Regions from separate parts of the Sus scrofa genome. Here region 1 is linked to region 2. Evidence: chromatin contacts called from public Hi-C data. All regions are on one chromosome and are shown on one strand. The core of a region is the stretch at or near the end of the contact, and the rest is flanking DNA. Distances in the headings are between cores, read along the strand shown. Region 1 has its middle 47 kb from the start of CTLA4. Region 2 holds the start of CYP20A1 (cytochrome P450, family 20, subfamily A, polypeptide 1).

Region 1 (7,198 bases), core at 850-3,349, 540 kb after region 2:
CACCAAATACACTTTACATTTTGTATTCTATTTGCTCTTCAAAAATTGCCATTGTTGAAACCACACATTGAAATTCTAATGGCAAGGGGACACCTACTTGGCATCTGGGTTATCTTATCCCCCAGCAGAGCACTACTCCCCCAGTGGAGTCCCCAGTCCTTCAGGGGACGCCTGTATAGTACATGTTAAAATGAGCAGGATGGAATTATCACTTTGGAAATGGGACACAAATGTAAGAGGCAAAGTCAACAACATATCCCACCATACCCCACTCTTCTCTTGGTAACGAGACTAATTTTCCTTGGCTCTGCCTTTAGGCAGCCTCACCAAGTTCTTGTGGCAGACTTATTGTGTCTATACTGGATTCCCTTGACCCCTGTGGATTTGTAAAGACCCACCACGAGGTTTCAGGCAGGAGCTGTATCCACTTCTAAACTTGACCTCAAGTTAATTGTTGCAGCTTTATCAAGGAGAGGGAAGATGAACTTAGTTCATTTTGTGCCCCAGTAATAGTTGTAACTGTGCATTGGTCTAGTGGGTAAGAACATGGTCACTGGAGCCCGACGTCTGGTGTTTAGATCCCAGCTCTACCTTCTATTGTGGGATCTTCCTTGAAATTATTTAACTTCTCTGTGCTTCAGCTTCTTCACCTATAAATTGGAGGTTAATAGTAGTGCTTTACTTATTTCGTGTAACTGCGAGGGTCACCTGAGTTAACATGGTTAACACTTTAGAAAGGTGCCTGCACTCTGGAAGGCTCTGTAAGGAGGGGGGGGGGTAGTGTTTGAAGTTCTGATATTATGATTATACCTGGGAAATGTAAATTCTCTAAACTGTGACAATTAACTACAAACTGACAATGGATCACCACTGTAGAGTTGGTAATTAAAAAAAAAAAAAAAAAAAAAAAAAAAAAGAACCAAATTTGGAGGGCACACATGCACAAAGTATGGAGAGACACAGCCAGATGGGTTGAAAAAGGCACTGGACTTTATCTTTGGTCTGATGTCACAAGCCTGGAAAATGTTAACCCTTGGCCTCTTATCTCTAAATTAGAGTAACTCCACTACATTTGTTGCATTATTGTGAAGACTTATTGAGGCAAGATAAAGGTTTATACATGATAATTATGAAACACATATAAACAGTCAGATTAACAATCTAAAGTTGAGTTCCCTTCATGGCTCAATGGTTAAGGAACCCAACTAGTAACCATGAAGATGCGGGTTTGATCCCTGGCCTTGCTCAGTGGGTTGGGGATCCGGCGTTGCAGATGGGGCTCAGATTCCCCTTTGCTGTGGCTGTGGCTGTGGCTGGAAGCTACAACTCAGATTCGACCCCTAGCCTAGGAACTTCCATATGCCTTGGGTGCATCCCTCAAGAGCAAAAAAAAAAAAAAAAAAAAGTAGCCGTTTAAATTCTCGTTGTCAAAATGGATTTGATGTTTGTGACCAGGTCTTGGCAATAAAACCAAGGGAGGTTGTGGAAAACATGAAAGTTCAGAGGCTGAGGAAGAGTTGGGGTTCTCATGCTGTGCACTTGAAACAGATTCGTATCTGTCCACCTGCTAGGATGGACTGCACCAGCCTGAGGAATTTGGGCTAATTTTCATTCAGAATAGAATTTAAAACATCAGATTTCTTGAAGAAAACAGTGAAATCTGAGTCCTCCTCTATGATTATCCAACTGAAGCAGAGAAGCCACACAGCCAGCTCATGGTTGTAGCAAAGACGGGTGATAGGTTGGAGCGATAAATTGGAGCGATAAATTGGAGCGTTCGGACCTCGGGGTTAGGCTAACTAATTCTGTGAGGGCTGGAACTAGGTATTTATTCAGCAGTCTCCGTGCGCCATCTATGGGTCAATATGTTTTATTGCAATACCAGGCGAATAGGCGGTGATCCCTTCAGACACAATGCAGTCGGTTTGATTTTTAAAAACAGGTCACATCTCCCTTTCGCTTGTGAAAGCTTTTCTCACTTTTTTGGTTTGTATGTCTTTCCTTTGGTAGAAGCATTGCGTTTGGTGCCTATCTATAATCCTCTCTTTGGACAAAGGGAGACGTTTTGCCTTGAAATGTAGACGTGCTTGAGGAGGGTGGGTACTGCATGCCTGGATTCCATTTGCTAATGAGTTTCTCACAGCCAGGAAATCCTTCCCTCCACATTAAATGACCAAGACGTCATTTTAAAAATCCGGTGAGACTTGCATTTTCCCACAGTTGGCTGGAAAAGGGGATGGACCAGGAATTGGAACAATTTTTGCTTTCTACTGTCCCCATGTTTTATTCTTCGCACCAGCTGGCATAGGGAAGGCCACTGATTGGGATGCAAGGAAGCCCAAGTGTTATGAAGGACAGGGCAGGCAAGGGAAATTAAGGAGGACTGTTTGGAGGGAATGAGATCGGTTTTGGATTTTAGAAGAAATGAGGGTAGCAGGAGAGGGGGATGGGCTGGTGGAGAAGGCTGCATACCCTCTTTACTACGCCTGCAGATCAAGAGAGCCTTGTATAGAAAGAAGAAACTGGTTTTTCATAAGGATGCCCTATTTCAAGCTTTTCTTCTTTGGATTTCCTTGTCTTTGACACCTACCTCTTTCTATTCTAAGTCCCCTTGCCCTCACCCTTGTTGCGTAGGCTGGCAGCCGCATCTCTGATTCAACCTCTAGCCTGGGAACTTCCATATGCCGTGGGTGTGGCCCTACAAAGAAAAAAAATATTGCAAGCATAGAACTGTGTCTCTATCCCCATTGTGCAGTTAGAGGCCTATGGAGGGGTAAGGAGGGGAAAATAGGAAGAAAATTACATGTTTTGTATTATTAAGTTTCTTTGAATGTTTATTTAAGAGGCCAAGTTAGTGGTGCCCAATCACTGATGCATGGTAGGGCTGAGAGAGAGAATGTGCTGGATGCTCTTTTCGCAGCATAAAAATGGGGCAGGCCCTCTGGTCCTATGGGGAAAGAATGGAAAACACTCTGGGGTGGAACTTCTGTTTTCACTCCTGCCTCTGAGGGGAAAGGAAAAATGGGTGAATGTTAGGGCTGGAACTGAATCCACAAAGCAGGGTCTGAAGGAAGAGTTGGGGCTCAGAGGCTTTGAGGTGCTAAGAGGCCCAGTGGGGTAGACCAGCTGTTTAGGGCAGCCAGCTCAGTAGTCAGTGTTGGAATAGTCCTGTGGGTGTCCTGCCAGGATTATTTGGGGCTCATAGGAGAATTGCTTTGGGTTGCTGGTAGAAAGTCCTTGGTTTTGCAAAGCTAGGACAAAAGTAGGTATTGGTATTTGTATGCAGGTCATTTGACTCTTGATTGGCCACAGAGATATGAGAATGACGAAGAGGTGGGTAGGACACCAGGTCTTGATGGTTGTACCATGATAATAATATATTTCCTAGGTAATGTGGTCAAGGCGTAAGAAAGCTCATGACACCCTTGTAAATTTTAGAAAGCCCCCACAGGCTCAGAGGGAGTTGTTATGCTATAATTACAGAGTTGACTACAGTCTTTGAAACGGGTCTGGCTGACACTACGATCCTTATTTTTATAGGGAATAACCCCAAGTGTTGGATTTAGGAACAAGTATTGAGTTTTTATTGGCTATACAATTGTCTCCCCAAAGGAAACCCTTTCATTGTCAGATAACAGGTAATGTTCTAAAGCCCTCCCTTGCTAATAAATCAAACTCTTTAAGGTTTCTTTGTAAGAGCTACCCCTTAGGAGTTGTGGAGACAGTGGAAAGAGCCCTGACCTGGTAGGAGAGAGTTTGGGTTCCACTCTCAGCCTAGCCACTCTGAAGCTATATCCATGAGCAAGTCACTTCACCCACCTGGAACCCAGCTTCCTCACTGTAAGATGAAGGAGGTTCCTTCATCTGTAACATTCTCTAATTCTATGTTCCAGTGGCTGGAAGTAGTGATGTAGTTCAGCTTGGTTCTAGAGAACAAATAGAGGCTTCCCTCCAATGATGGGCTAAATGTGTCCCCCTAAAATTCATGTGATGAAACCTGAAGCTCCAGTGTGACTGTATGTGGAGGATAAGGACTTTGGAGAATTAATGGTTAAATGAGATCCTGATCCCATAGGACTGTTGCCCTGATAAGAAGAGAGAGACACTAAATCGCTCTCCCTCTCTATACCCAGAAGAAAGGCCTTGTGAGGACAGGGTGGAAGGTGGCCATCTTCAACCCAAGGAGAGAGGTCTCACCAGATACCAATCCTGCTGGCACCTTGATCTTGTGGTTTCCAGAACTTTGAGAAAATAAATTCCTGTTGTTTAAGCCCCCCAGACTATTCTGCTATGGCAGCCCAAGTAGACGAATATATCTTATCCCTTAAGAGCTAGGCTATGATTTATTGGTTTGTGGCCTCTGGGAGAGCTTACATTTAACTTTTTTTCATTGGCAAAGGAATAGCAAAATAAACTAGATTCTGGAAAAGAAGGCACTCATCAGCTTTGGCATTTATAGGCCATGTCTCCTAAGGTCCAAGTGACCACATCTTTCCCAGAGTGAGTCATGGATGTCCATGGGGTATTTTCTCTGACTCCAACCAATTCTCTGACACCAGCTGGATGTCTATAATTCACCTCAACTCTTGACACTATATACCTGGAGTAGCATCAGATCCCCAGGTTAAAGAACTGCACCCTCTCCAGATGCCAGTTTCAAGTTCCAGGCTACCTGGTTAACTAGCTCTAAATTGGAGGGTTCCTATGACCACTGCCCCCCCCCCCGCCCCCTGACAACCAGGTTTGGCAATTTGCCAGAATGGCTCACAGATCCAGGAAAACTTTGCTTATATTTACAGATTTGCTATAAAGGATACAAATCAGGAACAACCACATGGAAGAAAGGCAAAGGGCAAGTTGTGAGATGAGTGGGGTATGGAACCAGCAATGCCTACACCATCTGCAGGCGCTCTGCCTTCTCTGATGCATGGATGTATTTACCAGCCAGAAGCTCTCCCAATCTCCTTGCTCAAGGATTCTTAAGACCTTATTTCCAGTCCCTCCCTCCCTTCCTCCAAGATTGGTGAGTGGGACTGAAAGGTCCAACTGTCTGATCACCTGGTTTCTCCTATGATCAGCTCCACCCTAAGGCTATTGAGTGGCCCTACCCTAAGTCACTTTATTAGCATAAACTCAGGTGTGATTGAAAAGGGCTCATGATGAATAAAACAAGACACTCCTATCAGGAAATTCCAAGGGTTTTAGGAGTTCTGTGCCAGGAACCAGGGACAAAGAGCAAGTATATTTATTATTCTATCACAATGTCCAACATGGATCGTGTTCAGCTTTAGCTGGTCCTCTTGTTCTCATGTGGATGAGACTGCGGGGTTACTTTCTGAGCAAAAAATGAGCATGAAGTCTTGAAAGATTTTGATGTTGACTTAAGAAGTTTTCTGTGAATTCTGCCAGAATATCTTGGATGTGGGGCACTGATGACTGAGCAGCTGTGTGGACTGTAGGGAATGTCCACACTGATTTCCAGAAAGGGAGATCTACACTGTTGCCCCAAAGACCTAGATCATAGGACAAAGAACATGGAAAATTGAGTTTTTATGTCTTCTCTTCCGTGGGAGTTCCCTGTTTGGGGCATGGCAGCAAGTGGACCCACAGGGGAGAGGCAGGAGTAGGCAAGCTGCAAAAGAGAGGGACACCAAATACGCGGGTCCCTGTGTGGAGTCCTGGGATCTGAAGCCCCAGGGTGACAGCAGCATGTGTCCATGGACTTGATCTGGACCCTGGGCTTTCTCTGGGGCAGCAGTAGGTCTTGTCCTGGCTTTCTTGGTGCAGCAGGATATTGACACTACTCAGTGGGATGGAGAATGTGGGGCCAGAGGACAGCTGTATGTTCCTGGGAACACACTGTATCTGGTACTGCTGTGAGTGTTGTATGTGTGTGCCAGGATGGCCCCTGTCCCAGGGGGACATCCTCCCGGGGCCTGCAGTGAAATCTTATTTATTCTCATTCCTGTTATTGGAAGGATGTCTAACTTGAAACAGACCACACTGAAATCTGACTCCACAGTATACTCCCAAAGCTGTGTGTTAAGCAAAATTATTTCTTTCTATTTTATCTGGCATTCACACAACTACATCAGAGTTCATGATGTCACTCCAAAGACGCTCCCTGAGGAATCTTGAAGAAGAGTTTTTCTGAATTCTCATAGAAACAAATATTTTAAAGAATAGGTACATCTAATGTTTGTAATCTATGGGAGAGATAGTTTTCTATATCTAGAATTCTAGATTTTTTCCAGAATGTTTGGGATTTTATTATTTTAGTGCATAAAAGTGCATAAAAGATTGTATAAATATTTTTGATTTACATAGGAAAATAAACTCTATTTATGCATGTTGGAATTGTTTTTTTTTTAAAGCAATATTACCTTGGTAATGAAAAATATTTATTATAGGAAGTATTGAAAGCATGTAACACTTGGAATTAATTGGAGTACTGGGTGTGCACATAGCATGACATTTTTATAAATATATAGTTGTTGATGCCTGCATCCAATTCATTTCTGGATCCTTCACAATCCCCACTTGTACTCTATATGTGATACATCCCTGCTAAAATTTTGTTGATTAATTTTTTAAAAGTAAATAGTCTGAACCACTTATTTGCATATCTCTGGAGTTACCTTAACAGAAATGGGAGTCTTATTCAAAACAGACCAAGAGAAAGACCCAAGGGAGCACAGCTTTTCAATTTGTGGTTTCAAATATTCACAGTTCACGGGGGCCTATTGCTTGCTGTCTCTTGACACTTCCCCATTCAGTACAGTACAGTTCATTGCTTTGATCTGATTTCTTTTATGCTCCACCGAACATGTACTTGCAGGCTGAGATGTTAAAAGCCTCCCTTAGGTGGCTGGCTCTCTGGTCTTAAGTCTGAAAAGAAGGAAATATCGCTACTGGCCTAGGACTCCCCAGAAGTGGGACAAGCCCAGCACCAGCTTTCTGAATCTTTATCATCTGCTTAGGCTCTCAGAATCTGTCAGAATTCTTAGTTGAAGGCAATGCAAACAGATATGATTTATTAAAATGACATTGGGTTGCTTGTCGGGTTGCTGGCAAAATAGTAGAATCGGGCTTAGAGCTACAGGAGCAGGGCAAAATAACCACACCTGTGCCACACAGTGCCACACTGCCACTGCCCTTGCCAGACGCTATGCTCTGTCTCTGATGCAGCAGCACTTCT
Region 2 (7,806 bases), core at 2,632-5,131:
ATCCTGGGACTCAGGTTTGATCCCTGCCTGGCACAGTGGGTTGAGGATCCAGTGTTGCTCAGCTGTGGCTTAGGTCACAACTACGGCTTGGATCTGACCCCTGGCCCAGGAACTCCATATGCTGTGGGGCGGCCAAAAAAGAAAAAATAAATAAATAAATATGGTTCAACAAATGAGCCATTTATGAAGATATGGGAAGGGTTTAAGGAAAACCAAAAGATTAGCAACAGAGGTAAGCTATCACCAACCCTATGGCTGCATTGTGTGTAGAGAATTTTAAACTGATAATAAACCAACTAAATATCTTTTGCTTTTTATTGTCACCATGTGCAATTGCAAACAACATCATTGATAAATTCCTCCACTCTGTTGGGGGCACTACATCACCTACCCTCTTTTTCTCGAAATGCTGCTGTCAGGTTGTTTTCTCTAGGAAATGAAATGGCATTTCTCTCTGTGGGCCATGAGGAGTTTATTTTATTTTTTGGCTGCACCCGAGGCATGCAGAAGATCCTAAGCCAGGAATCGAACCCATGCCACAGCAGCAACCTGAGCCACAGCAGTGACAACACCAGATCCTTCCCTGTGCCCCAAGGGAACTCCAGGGTTTAACTTTCTTTATGGGCCTGGAATAATGAGGGGAAATGGGAGGTCTTCAGGATAACGGGCAGTCCCTTGTGACATAACTGACATTAGAGAAATTTCTGAAAGCTCTATGCGAGGGAAGGTAGCTTTCTCAGTAGGAGAAAAAGATCTGCTTCCATCAGCAAGGGAGGTTCAGAAGAAATTAAGAGTTTCAGCTTTGTCTTTCACTGACCAAATCACTTGACCTCAGAGTCCCATTCCTTTTCAAACAGAGAATAACTTGAGAATAAGAGACCTGGCAAGGTCGTGATGTTGTTGTAAGTGCACAATTCGATTTTGGAAACTGATACTCAGCCATCTCAGCCTTGCAGGTGCCAACGATAAAGAATTCTTTTAGGACCACCATGGCTGGTTTCTGACACATTCTCTGCACATCATTTTGAGAATTCAAAGCCTTAATTTTTTCTCCCCTCTTTCATAAGATCTATAATGCAGCTAGAAATAACCATCCATGCCACCATTTTTTTTTTGTAATCCATATTATTACCATCAAAAGTCACTAGGCTATCCCAAATTTTGTTCCCTACTAGCACTGCATCCCGTGCCACCACTGGTGGTCATTTGAATGATCTTGTTTTCACTGCATGCCACAGAATGTCAAGGATGAGGTCGTCAAATATGTGTTTAACCTGGTCCAGGACTCCATCTTGTTTCTGGAAGCCACTCTTGGGGCCAACTAGTCAGCCCTGCTTTCTTCTCAGCCTCAACATACTGATGCCTCTACTGGTGGAACCCAACTGGAGGGAAGCTTTAAAGGGGCCCTGGTGGTATAGCCTGCAGAAATTAGCTCCAGGGGTCACAAAATAGGACAAAGAATGGCAGAGAGTGGATCTGAGAATATGAGGGGAGGGTCCACCTCTGACAGGGAAGCCCTACCCAAAATGTGGATATTTATAGTGTATCAGAAACGTAATCCTTCAAAGTTAGGATTAAAATTTTAGATGTCAATACAAAAATGTGTGAAAGTATACACGTGGTTTTACAAAATATTTTAGAGGGTATCTGGGCAAAAGTCTGAAGAACACAAGAACAGGAGGTAGTTGCATAGTTTTAGAGACTCAATCTCTAAAGTATTTTGCCCTGTTCACTGTCTGTAATCTTTGTCTCTTTTTCACAGACCCTTAAATTTTAGAGGTCTCTGGCCATGAGTCAATTTAAGACTAAAAGGGGAGTCCAGTTATCTCAGAGGACTGCCTATAGCTACTGTTATACAACTGTGTTACACATTTAAAAATCTGATGTTCATTCCCTTTTTTTTTTTTTTTTGTCTTATTTTAGGGCCGCACCCATGGCATATGGAGGTTCCCAGGCTAGGGGTCTAATTGGAGCTGTAGCCACTGGCCTATGCCACAGCCACAGCAACCCGGGATCCAAGCCGCATCTGCAACCTATATCATAGCTCACAGCAACACCAGCTCCTTAACCGGCCAGGGATTGAACCTACAACCTCGTGGTTACTAGTCAGGTTCGTTAACTACTGAGCCGAAACGGGAACTCTTAATGTTCACTGTCTTGAAAATCTACTTGAAACATGATTCCGATGGGAAATGTGCCTTTAAAATTCAGAACAGGAGACTTAAAAATGAACTTTTGGGAGTTCCTGTTGTGGCTCAGTGGAAACGAATCTGACTAGTATCCATGTGAACAAGGGTTAGATCCCTGGACTCATGCAAAGATCTGGCGTTGCCATGAGCTGTGGTGTAGGTTACAGACTTGGCTCGGATCTGGTGTTGCTGTGGTTGTGGTGTAGGCCAGCAGCTGCAGCTCCAATTCGACCCCTAGACTGGGAACTTCCATATGGGGTGGATGCAGCCCTAAAAAGCCAAAAAAGGAGATATGTTCCATGTTTATGTAATAAGTCATTTACCATAGAAGTTCTAAAATGCAACCTTCAGGAGTTCCCTGGTGACTTAGTGGGTTAAGGATCTGGCATTGTCACTGCTGTGGCAATGATTCCATCCATGGTCCAGAAACTTCTATGTGCCAGGGGAGCAGTAAAAAATGACACACACAAACACACACAAAACTGCAAAATGAAATCTGTAATGATTTCTCTTGCTGAACTGCTGCCTCCGTGTGACTTTAAATCTATAAAATCTATAATCTAAATTAAATCTATAAAATCTATTAATACTTTTAGGACATTTCCACTAAGTGGACACCAGTAAGTAGCAGGCCTTGAGTTATGTTATCCATGTCAAAACTTGGAGTCCCTTGAGACAGAAGAGGGATCCTAGGATATTTTTATGCTCTAGAAAATAGCCTAGGATTTTTGCTGTTGTTTGCAAAAGATATTGCACTATTCGTCATTTTTTTTTTTTTTTTTTGTCTTTTTGCCATTTCTTGGGCCATACCCGCGACATATGGAGGTTCCCAGGCTAGGGGTCTAATCGGAGCTGTAGCTGCCAGCCTACGCCAGAGCCACAGCAACGCGGGGATCCGAGCCGAGTCTGCAGCCTACACCACAGCTCATGGCAATGCCAGATCCTTAACCCACTGAGCAAGGCCAGGGATCGAACCTGCAACCTCATGGTTCCTAGTCGGATTCGTTAACCATTGAGCCACGACGGGAACTCCCGTCATTTGTTTTTTGATCTAAAAAAACAGTGAAACTTTTTGACACGCCCACCAGAAAAAACACATTCAAATAACATGGAAGAAAATGTCTCTGAATGTCTTTTTTCTATTTAACCGTCTTACACAGTTTATCTAACTGGCAATTCTGTAAACATAGGAGCTGTGCTAAATACTTTTCATAAAATATAAAATATCTAACTTAATCGTGTTTGACTCTAAGACGTTTCCATCAGTTTGGCTTAGGTCAGTGGTTCTCAATGCGTTTAATAGCGGTATTAAACCACAGATTGCTGTACCCCTCTCCCTCCCGCAGTGTCCGATTCTCTAGGTCTGTGATGGGATGGAGAATCTGCATTTTTACAAGTTCCCCAGTGATGCTGCCACTGGTGGTCCAGGGACCCCAGTATGAGAACGACGGGTTTAGTGGTTTTAATCAACCTTAAATTCTTAAACCTTAAAGTGCTGGTCGTGGAAGGGTGACGAGAAGTCCTAACGTTTTCTAGAAGCGGAGGTTCCCCTTCCCCAAGCAACCCCTTCCCGAGGTCGTGGGCGTGTCCTGGAGTCGTGCCCACTGGAACTCCGCCCCTGGGCGTGGCTCCGGCCCCCGGGCCGCTCCCGGGCGCCCAGTGGCCTCCTCGCCAGGCCCTGCGGGCCACGCCCTCAGCGGCCCTGGCGTTCGCACGTCCGGCGGGCCCTCCTCCCATTCCTCGGGTCTGGCCAGGCTGAGGCGCTGCTGTTCGGGCCGGGAAACCGAGACGTGGCTCCCGGGCGGAGGAACCATGTTGGACTTCGCGATCTTCGCGGTTACCTTCCTGCTGGCGTTGGTGGGAGCGGTGCTCTACCTCTACCCGGTAACGGCCGTCTCGGCCCTCACTGCCTTTCCCACATCCACGTCGCTCAGCCCGCAGCGGGCCGCAAGGGGCGGGCCCGAGGGAGGGCTTCCGCTCCCGCTCCCGCTCCCGCTCCGTCCACCACCGGCCCCGCGCGGGCCCCGTTTCCGAAGCACGTGATGCTTCGCAGGCGCGCGCTGCCCGCGTTGAGGATCAACCCGCGCGAGCGGTACGACCACCCTCAGAGGCAGAAACAGGCGTGCGGGCGGCTCAGATCTCTGCGCCCAGCATCGCCGCGTCATTCTTGGGGGGCAGGTCTGAAGTGCCCTGCTGGCTTTCGGTCGGTAACTCTGCCAACCCCAATTCCATTTTCTAGTGAGCCTGGGAGGAAACCAGGCTGCTTCACTCCTTTCTCCTTTCCGGAGGATTCCCCAAGTATTTCTTTCCTTGTGTCTTTCTGTTTGTCATTCCTGGAATCCAAATTCCTTTAGGGTGCAGATCGGGTCTTTCTCCTTGCAAGGCCTCACAGGCTACGGGGGTCCTGGAAATAGCTCTGAGCAGGGAGTTAACTGTGAGCTTCACTTGACTCTGAATCTGTTTTTTATCTCTTGGTCTCCTAGCCTTCTTGTCAACCTCGGAAGATGGTTCTGAAAACAAAATCATCTACAATGCAAGGTGGTGATTGTAGGAGAAGTTGTAAAGCAGCAGGACAGAGCCAAATATATCACTGACAATGACAGAACACCTCACATTATTTTCAGAGGTGGTAAATGGATTAGTTTGGAGTATTGCAACTAGACAATCTGAAACTTTCAGTGTATCTTTTTTTTTTTTCTGAAAAGTTAAAAATTCAGTTAACTCCAGATCTTGAATTTTTGACACTCTTCTAGTGACACTATTTGACCCTATTCTAGAAAGGGAAAACAGACAATATAAGCAAATAACATAGAGTTTGTTAGTGTTAAGTATTAGGGAGCTAAATAAATTTGGAAGTAGGTGCCATTGTAATTTTAGATGGTCAAGAGATAAGGAGAAATTTGAGCAGAGACCTGAAGGAGATGAAGGATCAGGCCACTCAGGTATCTGAGAAGCCATTTCAGGCAAAGAGAGCAAGTGCAGATCTTTAGGGGAAACATGTCTGGTGTGTTCCGGGAACACAAGGAGAGGGGTGTGGCTGGAGTGGAAGAGACTACCCAGAAGAATCAGGGATGAAGATGGGCAGTTTTTAGTTTAGGCCATTTTGTGGACTTGCCTTTACAGAAGAGTGGCATTTTAAATGTAAAGGAATTAAAATATAATTTTATTAAAGTTTAAAAGAATCATTTTGGCTGCCATGCTAAGAAAAGACTTAAGGGGAGTTCCCTGGTGGCCTAGCAGTTAAGGATTTGGTGTTGTCACTGCTGTGACTGAAGTTTGATCCCTGGGCCAGGAATTCTGCATCCTGTTGGTGCCACCAAAAAAGACCTGAGATAAGGGTGGAAGTGGGCAGAGTAATAAGGAGAATATTATAATTCTTGGCTTAGACCAAGATAGCAGTGGTAGAGATAGTGCGGAGGGATGGGGGAACACTTTATTAGGGGCATCATTAGTAACAGGAAGGAAGGTGGAATATGTGGGCACAAATGTAGGCAGATAGGTAGCTATGGTGTGTAAGTTATTCTTGATTGCTTTAATTTTTTTGATGAAATAGAAATGGGCTTATCAGTTATTGGTGAAGATAGGGGATTTGAAGAGAAAGAAGGAGCAAAATAGCCACCTGGAAGATTAGGAGAGTGAGGGACTAGGGAAATGAGATTTCCAGGCAGCTCATTTGAAGTTTGTGAAAAATTATAAATACTGGTCAGCATGGCTGTATTTTCCCCCAGCTGTTTTTCTTCAGCTCTGTGGGATCAAGGGCAGATGACAGAATATTGGGCTTAATTAGAATTGGTGTTTTGCCAGATGGTTATGACGGAAGGATACTGCGCAGAGGAGTGGTTATCATAATGGACCATGGAATCTAGCTGGGTAATGTGAGAAATGAGTATATGAGTTTTCCTTTTGGGGTAAAAATAATTTTTGGAGTCAAAATATTAAAAATAGAAGGAGGTCCTGTCTTGGCACAGCGGAAATGAATCCCACTAGGAGCCATGAGGTTTCAAGTTCGATCCTTGGCCTTGCTCAGTGGGTTAAGGATTTGGCGTTGCTGTGAGCTGTGGTATAGGTTGCAGAAATGGCTCAGATCTGGTGTTGCTGTGGCTGTGGTGTAAGCCAGAGGCTGAAGCTCCAATTAGACCCCTAGCCTGGGAACCTCCATGTGCCACAGGTGTGGCCATAAAAAATTGAAAAAAAAAAAAAAACAAAAAAACTTCCAGGGATGGTGAAGTTATTGGTCATGTCAGGACTGGTTGTACAACCATGGGAATGAGTGGCAGAGATCTGGTAGAAATTTGGGTGGGGGACAGATGGGTCAAGAAAGAAGATAAACTTCTGTAAGAATAGGAGTCTGGTGGGCAGGGGGAGACCTAGGGATGGTAGCCCTGGCCTTTGGTGTTTAATGAAACAGGAAATAAGTCATAATAACATTCTGGGTTGTCTCAAGGCAGGTGGTAGTGGTGAGGCTATGCTTATCAGGGAGATTGAAGCTTTGCAGGGTTTTGCCAGGTGCATGCCAAGTAGAGGAATCCCTCTCATCAGTTTAGCTCTTTGGGACATGGAGATATAGTAAAGGGCAGGAGGGCATTTTACCCAGCATTCTGGGGCTTGCTCTTCTGCTATTGAAGCGGGGAGGTTGTAGAGCCATCTTATCCAGAGCACACAGACTTCTGAGGCTCCCTCTACATGCCTGCTGCTGGGACTGAGCTGTGGATCCAGGATCAGGGTGGGTGTACTTAGAATTTGCACATTTTTAGAGATTGTTCACTCCTGCTTGTCAATAGTTTTTGTCAGCTATCTCAACATTTCTGGCATAACTCTTGTCAGTGAAGTCATTCAGATATTCAGTGACATCAGTTGTATTTTCTTCCCTGTGACGATATCCCCTCGGGAGCCCTCCAGCATCCTTCCCCAATCAGTAGTGGTTACCATCTCCTTCGGCTACATAGTTCTTGTCCTTTTATTATCAGAATGAATATTCTCTTTGCCTGTGTTGGATACCCTGTTTCCTGGATGCCACATGAGTCTCTCTCTTTCTTCCTTTCACTTCCTTCATTGGCTGCAGTACATCATTTTCCAGTAGTTTGCTAAAAAAGTGTGCGGGGAAAATACATTGTTTAAGACCTTGCTTGTTTGAAAAGCTTTCTGTTCTAGCTTCACACTTGAATGATAGTTTGGCTTGGTATAAAATTCTAGGTTGGAAACAATTTTCCTTCAGAATTGTAGGGGCTGCTGCCTATGAGCCTGTTGTCCCTAAATCTGGAATCTCAAGTTCTCCTTCCAGAATGATGGCAATCATGAGGAAGGTGTCTAAGGGATCTGAATACTGACTTTTTGCCAATTGTTAAAATCTTGCATCTTACCCTGCCCTTTTGGTTACTGAGTGCAAATCTGATTGATTCTTGTAAGCCTCCTCCTCTGCAGAACCCCAGAGGAGGCCACTGAACTACGTCCTCCAGCAGCTTGATACTTTCCAAAACTGAGTTGGATTGTTCACCCACTGTTGTTCCCTCTCCTATTCTCTTTATCCTTATTTCCTCCTTTTTTGTGGTTGCTCCCATGGCATGTGGAAGTTCCCAGGCCAGGGATTTTACCCTTGCCACAGCAGTGACCTGAGCTG

What was found. Hi-C and Micro-C count contacts between places; a contact is called where the count stands out from the background.
Region 1: a contact with region 2 is called in a Hi-C map of fetal skeletal muscle, with 1.9 times the contacts expected there. The contact joins the enhancer-like site here to the promoter of CYP20A1 in region 2. A contact is called at or near these places in 1 of 5 promoter capture datasets (liver) and 3 of 47 Hi-C or Micro-C datasets (fetal skeletal muscle, fibroblasts and omental adipose tissue).

Annotation. Positions count from the first base shown.
Region 1 is chr15:107,232,047-107,239,244 of Sscrofa11.1, forward strand. No RefSeq gene overlaps it. Among named protein-coding and RNA genes, the nearest start is that of CTLA4, 47 kb to the right of the region's middle. Within about 2 kb of position 2,100, at least 22 of the 83 cell types and tissues checked have an H3K27ac peak or open chromatin away from gene starts, as enhancers often do. A contact at or near this core is called in fetal skeletal muscle, where this site is marked.
Region 2 is chr15:106,692,841-106,700,646 of Sscrofa11.1, forward strand. It overlaps CYP20A1 (cytochrome P450, family 20, subfamily A, polypeptide 1), which reads left to right and starts at 3,882. Exons shown (of 13, transcript NM_001315809.1): 1 at 3,882-4,073. The coding sequence starts at 4,002.